Linked DNA regions of Zea mays: region 1 is linked to region 2. Evidence: chromatin contacts called from public Hi-C data. All regions are on one chromosome and are shown on one strand. The core of a region is the stretch at or near the end of the contact, and the rest is flanking DNA. Distances in the headings are between cores, read along the strand shown. Region 1 holds the start of LOC100193440. Region 2 holds the start of LOC542333 (cytosolic glyceroldehyde-3-phosphate dehydrogenase GAPC3).

Evidence for each region. A called contact is a pair of places that touch in the nucleus more often than the background predicts.
Region 1: a Hi-C map of leaf shows a contact between it and region 2, with 6 times the contacts expected there. The contact joins the promoter of LOC100193440 here to the promoter of LOC542333 in region 2. A contact is called at or near these places in 2 of 25 Hi-C or Micro-C datasets (both in leaf).

What each region holds. Positions count from the first base shown.
Region 1 is chr4:138,459,022-138,463,698 of Zm-B73-REFERENCE-NAM-5.0, reverse strand. LOC100193440 reads right to left here and starts at 2,284. Exons shown (of 7, transcript NM_001138559.1): 1 at 2,027-2,284.
Region 2 is chr4:138,099,715-138,104,097 of Zm-B73-REFERENCE-NAM-5.0, reverse strand. LOC542333 (cytosolic glyceroldehyde-3-phosphate dehydrogenase GAPC3) reads right to left here and starts at 1,424. Exons shown (of 12, transcript NM_001111915.2): 1 at 1,194-1,424; 2 at 1,047-1,070; 3 at 859-959; 4 at 83-198. The coding sequence starts at 1,197.

The DNA of each region.
Region 1 (4,677 bases), core at 1,035-3,534, 360 kb before region 2:
TTTTAAGAGCTCTGTTTCTAGACTCTAGTGATTTACTGTCATGGTCAAGTCAAAATAATCACAGCTGGGGGGTATCCTGGGTGGAATAAGTTATTAAGGATGAGAAACTGGATCATGAAATAGAAGTACAGATGTCTAGATAAATTAGATAGTTCTTCTTAATACAAAGATATGCAACTCTCCTGTGTGTTTCAGAAAAATAAATTAGATGGACTGGTTCTTGCTTTGATCAAATGAGACTATCACCATGGTTTTTAAAGCGGTATGGCGAGACAAGGCGTTGAACCACCGCCTGGATGCCTAGGCGACGCACGGTAGGCGCCTAGGCGTTGGACCACCGCATGGACGCCTAGGCGACACCTTTTAACAGTGACTGCCACAACCTTATATAAGCTAATGAATCCAATCTGACGCTAAAATCCTGGAGCTAACAACCTTATCTTGTATCTAGCAAACAATCCCATTTTTAATCTTATCTCTCTAACCAAACTGATCCAGTCTCCTTATGTAGAGCTGGTTCATGGACGAGTGGGGTCGTACCCCCTTCATCCACACCCATGACTTATTGACATGTACCAACTACCAAGGATAACAACCGGGGTATGTTTAGTTAGCCAACAGTGCATCTGAATTATCAAGATACACAACATAACAGATGTTTAGCTAGAAAGAAATTGAGCACAACCAGGACTGAAGCAAAATGGTGATTTCCTTTAGTGTTTGCAAACAGAAAAATTGATGAGTGATTTTTTAGGTGGTACTTCTGCAATGCTACGATGCTGTTTTTTCTCTGACAAACAATACAAAAAATATGTGTAAAAAGGTGTGGTACCCTTGCATTTAAAATAGTGTTGCCAAGGTACCTAATGACCACCTAGCTTAACTAGGCACTAGCCACTAGGCAACACCGTCCCACCTAGCCCCACCTTAGCTAGCGTAATCACTGACAGGTTCTAGGGAAAACTATCACCATACCACCGCAAAGGAGAACATGTATATAACACCATCAGTTACAACCCAGAAGGTGCAATTTACAATGAAGGTGACAGAAGGTTCGTTGAAGAAAGTGAAGCTATACAGACAATGAGATCACCCTAGCAAGATGAATCACTAGCTGCACTCTTCATCTTCATATTAGCAGATATCAAGGAGAAGCATTTGCAGATTTGGAACTGAAATGGCTACAATATCAGAGCCATAATCACATACAATGGGTTGGAAGTCATCGACCCTCGACCTACGTTTGTTCACCCCAACCCAGATTCGTGGGTTTATTTTTGACCCGTAGTGTAAAAATATTTTACAAGTAGTATACAACGTTTCATGACCCGTACCTCAACCCCGACCCAGAAACTTTGGGACCATGATAAGAAATAGCATGTACACTAAAATATGATATGTTCAAAAAGGAAAATTCTGCAATTAACAGTAAGCTTTATATGTTCGCAAAGGATAATCATCATAAATCAATAGGTTGAGGATGGCATAATACTATAGTGCATGATTTTTACTGCAACCAGATAAAACCAAACAGTGATTTTGATGGAATATAATTGAGATAGAACTGTGCTTTAAAAAGAATACTCATATGGCAAATTTGTTGGCACATCATGCTTGACTGCTTGATATAACTGTCATATCCTACAAGAAGTTTATAGTAAGCTCCTGCCATGTTCTTCATTGGAAGCCCAGTCTGAGTGTTCTCTAAATGTGATGCTAGCTTTCTAGATCTTCAAGGCAAAATTTCTCTAGAAGGCCAAAAGCTATGGGAAAAACAGGGTACACCAAACCACCAGTTGTTTTCGAATATGAAAGGTGGCACTACGCGCACGCTTCAGCGCGCTGAAGCGCTAAGAGGACGGGTAACGCTTCGCTTTGGGGCATAAGCGCTCGCAAAGCGGCTCGACAGCCTTGGTCGAGCAGCGGATGCTGGCTCCCGCTGCCCTCAGGCCGCGCGCGGCACAGACGCGGGGGGCGGGCGCCATTTAAAATCCATCGGAGGTGGGGGAGAGAGAGAAGCACGCACGCTGGGTCACCGGCCGGTGTGCGGAGGATCGGAGGCTAGGGCGCGAGGCGACTGGCGAGAGTCGGGAGGGGAAGCCGCTGACGCCGTCGCTGAGAGCCTGAGCGCCGCTGCCGTTGCCCGCGTGCCGAGCGCGAGTACGGAAGGGAGGGGAAGATGGAGCGCCGGCGCTGCGAGAAGATGAAGAAACGGCGGCGGCTGTGTGCCTTCGCTGGAAGGTTAGGGTAAAGACTAAAGAAACGTTTCGGCCTGGTGGAACTTGGCTTTGTGCTCAATTAATGGGCTTTTTAGATGGACGACCAAATAAAAGTTCATACTATAATTTTTTCCTATTTCGTTTTCATTAATTTTTCCTTTCTAAAATATTTGATAGATCATGCTCATGGCATTATCCAATGTATACTCGATATCTTGAGTTATATGTTGACAATGTATTGCATGTTAGAAATTGTTGGATTTTTTATAGGCTTGGCTCATTTATTGAATAAACTCCATAATGTGTAATTGTCGGCGTTTCGAGACCGAGGGGTCCCTAAGCCGACGAGTGAGTGTGCTGCGTGCCCCAGCCCAGATGGGTCGAGCGCGTGGGCGAGCGCGAAGGGGGGAGCGGCGAGGTGGCCGGAGACGGGCGTGAGAGAGGTGGAGATCTCGCGGCCTTCGTGTTCGTCTCGCGCCCAGGTCGGGTGCGCTTGCAGTAGGGGGGTTACAAGCGTCCACGCGGGTGAGGGAAGCGAGCGGCCCCAAGAGAGCGTCTGTCTCGTCCTCGTCCCCGCGCGGCCAACCTTCTCTAAGAAGGCCCTGGTCCTTTCTTTTATAGTCGTAAGGAGAGGACCCAGGTGTACAATGGGGGTGTAGCAGAGTGCTACGTGTCTAGCGGAGGAAGAGCTAGCGCCCTAAGTACATGCCAATGTGGCAGCCGGAGAGATCTTGGCACCCTGCTGGCGTGATGTCGTGGCGGTCGGAGGAGCAACGGAGCTTGGCGGAGGGACAGCTGTCGGAGCGGTCCAGTCCTTGCTGACGTCCTCCTGCTTCCGTAAGAGAGCTGAGAGCCGCTGTCGTCACAGAGCTTGTGGGGCGCCATCATTGCCCATCTGGCGGAGCTAGCCAGATGGGACACCGGTCTTGTTCTCTGTGACCCGAGTCGGCTCGGGATAGGATGATGATGGCGCTTCCTGTTGACGTGGCGGGCCTGCGTCCTAGGCCGGGCGACGTGGGGGCTCCTCTGAAGTCGAGGTCGAATCTGTCTTCTGTGGCCGAGGCCGAGCCTGAGCCCCTGGGTCGGGCGAGGCGGAGATCGTTCGGCAGAGGCCAGAGCGAAGTCCGAGCCCTGGGGTCGGGCGAGGCGGAGTTCGTCGTCTTCCGGGGCCGAGCCTGAGTCCGAGCCCTGGGTCGGGCGGAGCGGAGTTCGTCGTCTTCCGGGGCCGAGCCCGAGTCCGAGCCCTGGGTCGGGCGGAGCGGAATTCGCCGTCTTCCGGGGCTTAGCCCGAGTCCGAGCCCTGGGTCGGGCGGAGCGGAGTTCGCCGTCTTCCGGGGCTTAGCCCGAGTCCGAGCCCTGGGTCGGGCGGAGCGGAGTTCGCCGTCTTCCGGGGCTTAGCCCGAGTCCGAGCCCTAGGTCGGGCGGAGCGGAGTTCGCCGTCTTCCGGGGCTTAGCCCGAGTCCGAGCCCTGGGTCGGGCGGAGCGGAGTTTCCTATGGCGCCTTCGGCAAGGCCTGACTGCCTGTCAGACTCACTCTATCGAGTGGCACTGTAGTCGGAGTGGCGCAGGCGGCGCTGTCCTTCCGTCAGGCCGGTCAGTGGAGCGGCGGAGTGACGGCGGTCACTTCGGCTCTGCCGGGGGGCGCGCGTCAGGATAGAGGTGTCAGGCCACCTTTGCGTTAAATGCTCCTGCAACTTGGTCAGTCGGTGCGGCGATTTAGTCAGGGTTGCTTCCTAGCGAAGCCAAGGCCTCGGGCGAGCCGGTAACGTGTCCGCCGTAAAAAGGGGGGCCTCGGGCGAGACGGAAGTCCCTCGAGGTCGGCTGCCCTTGTCCGAGGCTAGGCTTGGGCGAAGCGTGATCGAGTCACTCGTATGGACCGATCCCTGACTTAATCGCACCCATCAGGCCTCTGCAGCTTTATGCTGATGGGGGTTACCAGCTGAGAATTAGGCGTCTTGAGGGTACCCCTAATTATGGTCCCCGACAGTAGCCCCCGAGCCTCGAAGGGAGTGTTAGCACTCGCTTGGAGGCTTTCGTCGCACTTTTTTGCAAGGGGACCAGCCTTTCTCGGTTGCATTTTGTTCCGGTGGGTGCGCACGAGCGCACCCGCCGGGTGTAGCCCCCGAGGCCTCGGAGGAGTGGTTTCACTCCTTCGAGGTCTTAATGCCTTGCGTAATGCTTCGGCTGGTCTGGTTGTTCCCTCATGCGAACTGGCCGTAGCCCGGGTGCACGGTCGGGGCCCAAGCTCTCGGGCTGGTATGTTGACGCTGTCAACGGTTTGGCCGGAGCCGGGTTTGCGAGAGCAGCCCCCGAGCCTCCGCACAGGGCGAGAGGGCGGTCAGGGACAGACTCGGCTTTTTACATACGCCCCTACATCGCCTTTCCGCAAGGAGGAGGGGGGAGAGCGCCATGTTACCCTCGATGGGCACCGAACATGGTGTCTCCAGTGAGCTGCAAG
Region 2 (4,383 bases), core at 175-2,674:
AACCAGGTCATTATTACGCATTAGTCACCACACGATGGTTTAATTGGGTATGAAACAAACTATAAAAGGAATAGTAACAAACCTGCAGCCAAACACAGCAACCTCCTTCTCACCAAAGAGAAGGGTCTTGGAGTCCTTCACCTTGACCTCATGGTGCTTCCACTGTCCGTGCACAGTGTCATACTTGAACATGTAGGTCTGCAATAGCAAAGTCAAATTCAGTCATATAAGAGAAGACCCAGTTGGCGTAACCAAGTTACAGGAGACCTAATTGGTGTAATTTAACTAATCAATTTGCCAAATGCAAGAAGAGATTAACCAGAGAATTAAATTCTGTAGAGAATACAGATTTGGATACTTCAAACACTATTTAGATCAACAACAATAAAATAGAATGTAATCCAGATCATAAGATTTGAATTAACCTTAGCATAGGATTCCCAAGAAAAAAACAGATTGCCTATATAATAATCCAAAGCACATGACAGTCAGAGCAAGGCACAGATACACGTGCATCCACAGATCAACAACCTAAATATAACCACTAAAGAGTTTCTACGATAGATCAGTAAATTACAATCATGTGTTTTATGACAGAATGGGTAACACCAATCCATATAAAAAATGGCATCCACGTCAGATCTACGCATCCCCGTTTACTAATATTCTCATATAATGCAGCTGTTCCACATTGAACAAGGACAAAATACAGATCTGCTACCATTGAACAAGCACGTTCAGCCAATCACTACCTTAATTAGCAGATCAAGGGATTAGCGATACGAGGGGGCATATTACCATGTTACAGCACACTCCCTAAGTACCAGATCAAGCGATAAGCGATACAAGGGGCTATACCATGTAATCGGTGCTGATGAAGGGGTCGTTCACGGCGACGAGCTCGACGTCGTCGCTCTGCAGGGCCACCCTGGCCACCAGCCTTCCGATCCTGCCAAACCCTGCACCAACAAAATAGAACGGTCAAAACCGACACGAACGGTGTGACTCAAATACATCGTAACTGGGATCCGAGGATGCGAACTCACCATTGATCCCGATCTTGATCTTGGCTGCGTATACCAGAGCACAAACACAAGCAACCAAACAAACAAAAGAAAATCAGCGGAAATGTCACCACCAGCGATAAAAAAAATCCGAAAAACACAACCAGATTGCAGGAGTGACGGCATTACCCATGAGGGTGAGAGGCTGCTAGACGGAGGAAACGAGGATGGGTTGATTTCAAATGAGATCGAAATGGAGTTCTCGAGTGTGTGTGATCTGTGATGTCGCCAATGTATCGGAGTCGGAGTGCCGTATATAGAGGCGCCTGGGGGCCGGCTGCGGCGGCTGCTTGCTGGTCCCACCCGACGCCACGGAACCTAGTTTTGTTGGCTACCGGTAAAATGGTGGGGCAGAGACGTGAGGATGGACGGATGACAAGTGGGGGCCATGAGGAGGAACGCGACCGGTGCGTCTAATGGTTTCTAGAAGCTTCCCGTGGGTCGGAACGTTGGACCTTGGAAACCTGGACCGTTGCTGGGTTCGGACTGGCCGGGAGTGGGGAGAGAAGTCATGTGATGCGGTGGTGGGTCTGCCCTTCTTTTCTTGGTGAAGAAGAAGAAACCATTGGCCGAGCTGGTTTTCGGCGGCCGTCGGATGAAAAAAGATTCTGTGGACCTTGTGGGGGGAGGGGAAAGGGGGTGCCAATCCAGATCGTCAGTATTCCTCCACAGATAATCTCTTTTGCATGCGTGATTTACAATTTAATAAAGCTGTCTGCGCGCCTAAAACTGCCTCTTTGCAAAAAAAAATTACACCAATTAAAAAACGAATATATTAGAGCTTTTTAAAGGTGACGCACCAACTAAAATTTGGTAGAGGCGTAGAGCTGAAAAACAAATTATCTATCGCTGCCACTATATTGCACACGTCATCCCATATTCCCATGAACCATCTTATTTCTTTTTTTTTCTCCTTTCTCACACGTTTTCTTCTTTAATGGCCTCCATGTGTGCACCCTTTCCCCATGGCATGCCCCCTTCTCTAGAAGGTTGTGGTTAACCGTAGGACTGGGCACGGTTTGTTTAGGCTTTTTTGTTTAGACTTTTTTAGCTTTTGACCACCAAAAATTGTTACGGACTTTCAAACGGCCTAGCTTTTTAGCTCATTTCTATAAGAATCGTTTTGATAAAAACCGTCCAGAGGCAACATAAACATAGAATCGATCGACTCGTCACGATAGTAGAAATCCATTGCTTTCTATATCTTGAACTCTTTGCACCACTTCATCTTCCTTAGCAAGTAATCCCCACGATACTCAGATTCTTCTCACACTCAGAATCTCTCCATAGTCAGATTCACAGAAAAGCTAGTCAGAAAAGGTTGAACCAAACATGCCTTAGGAAATCGATCGAACATTTTTTGTTCGTTTTTTAAGTTTGGGTTAAAAAAAGGATATACGAAAAGCTGCTTGTAAAAGAGGAAACCGACACTTTGGTTAATCGAAAACTTTGGTTCCATTTTTAGTTTTCCTTATTATGAAAACAGAAAGGAAATCTGCTACCATATGTGTCCACGTCGGCCTAATTTTCATGGCCATTTGATCATGGATCATTGGTTCCCATCCTCTCCCGTGCTCCTGTGTGTAGATGCTTCCAGTTGACGGTTCTCCTCTCCTCGTATCCTTTCCGTGTCTCCTTCCTACACATCTCACTCTCCCTCCTCCTCCCTCGAAACCCCACTCTCCCCCGCTCGCTCGGGGCTTTTAACTAAACATACCTGACCTCGTAGAACACAGCACAACATTTTGGAACACCGGAACAATAACATCAATTTACATAGAACATTGCAGTCTACAATAACATCGGAACAATAACATCAGAAACATTGCAGTTGTCCGTTTACATTAGTTTATATATAAGCATTGCATAGAACAAGCAATATTTTGCAACACCAGAATAATAACATCTATTTTACCATGACCGATTGCAAAACTGCATAGAACATCAACAGTAACATTTATCTTGGCTCAATAGGGTGCTGCTTGCATGACGAATGATGAATAAACTGCATGGTGTGGCGAAGGCTCAACAGGCCACGACCGTAGCTGCATAGGGTGACAAAAGGTTGCGCGGTGGCCGGCTGGTGGCGAGACGGGGGTGGCGATGGTATCGAGTCTGGTCGACGGCTCGGTGGGCGGTGAATCCACAGGATACGGGCGATGTTTGCAGGCTAGGGTTCGTGAGACCGAGACCGAGTGTGAGCGCATCTGTGAACCATGAATGTGAGAGTGCCTGAGTGGTGATGCTGAGGCCGTGAGGAGACGTGACTTGTGAGGGCCTAAGGCCTGCAGGTCGTGATGGCTGATGCATCTGGTTGCGCACTTGGGCCAAAAAGGCCAACTTCAACAGTTCAACTCCAGTTTCCTATACAAATGTTGACATGGCAGCTTTGAAGATAGTGGCGGAGCTAGACGAAATTTGAAGCTTAAGCATCGCCAGTGGGAGGGGAAGAGCGGCAGCCTGGCGCATATGCCTTGTTGGCAACCAAGTCATAGTGTTGCCCCTTCCTTGGGGGCCTCCTCGACCAACCGTGGTGGGAAGTGAGTGTGTGGTCGCGACAAACTTGGTGAGCAAGGAGAAGGTGAATGCGGGAGAAGAGATGGATGGTCTCTAGGGGTGACTGCATGAGGTGCGCGAAGTGGAGCAATGCGACGTTGTGGAAGAGAAGAACACGATAACTCGACCACGTAGCAACACGTTCGTGGGCAGGCGGGAGCGAGACTACGTGAGTGCTCGGTACGAAAACAATGTGACAATGAAAGTCGTCTAGAGGGGAGGTGAATAGGTGAAACCTGAAAATTATAAGCTTTGAACACGTACTTCACCCGAGGTTAGGTTGGAAATAAATAAATGTTAATCTAGAGTGCGAAAGATAGTTCTTCTTGCAATGAGTTGCTCGATCAATGCGGATAATTTGGGAGCCAAATCAAAAGGTTGTGAGCAAGAGAACTTTAGAGAGAGAGAAGAGGGAAGAAACAAATCGAATGGTGAAGATCAACACAAGTGGACACGACGATTTGTTTCCCGAGGTTCAGTTCCAAAGAACCTACTCCCCATTGAGGAGGCCACAAAGGTCGGGTCTATTTCAACCCTTTCTCTCTCTCAATCGGTCACCTAGACCGGTCGAATGCTTCTTCTTAATCACACGGGTCACTAAGACCCAGCAAGAATCACCACACAATTAGGTGTCTCTTGCTTGCTTCACATGATTAACTTATGTAACTAAACTCAGTTTGTCATTTGCATTGCATTGTGGGTGTTGTTATTAATCTTGATCTCTTATTTAATTAGGTTGGTATCTACTTATATTTAGTAACTG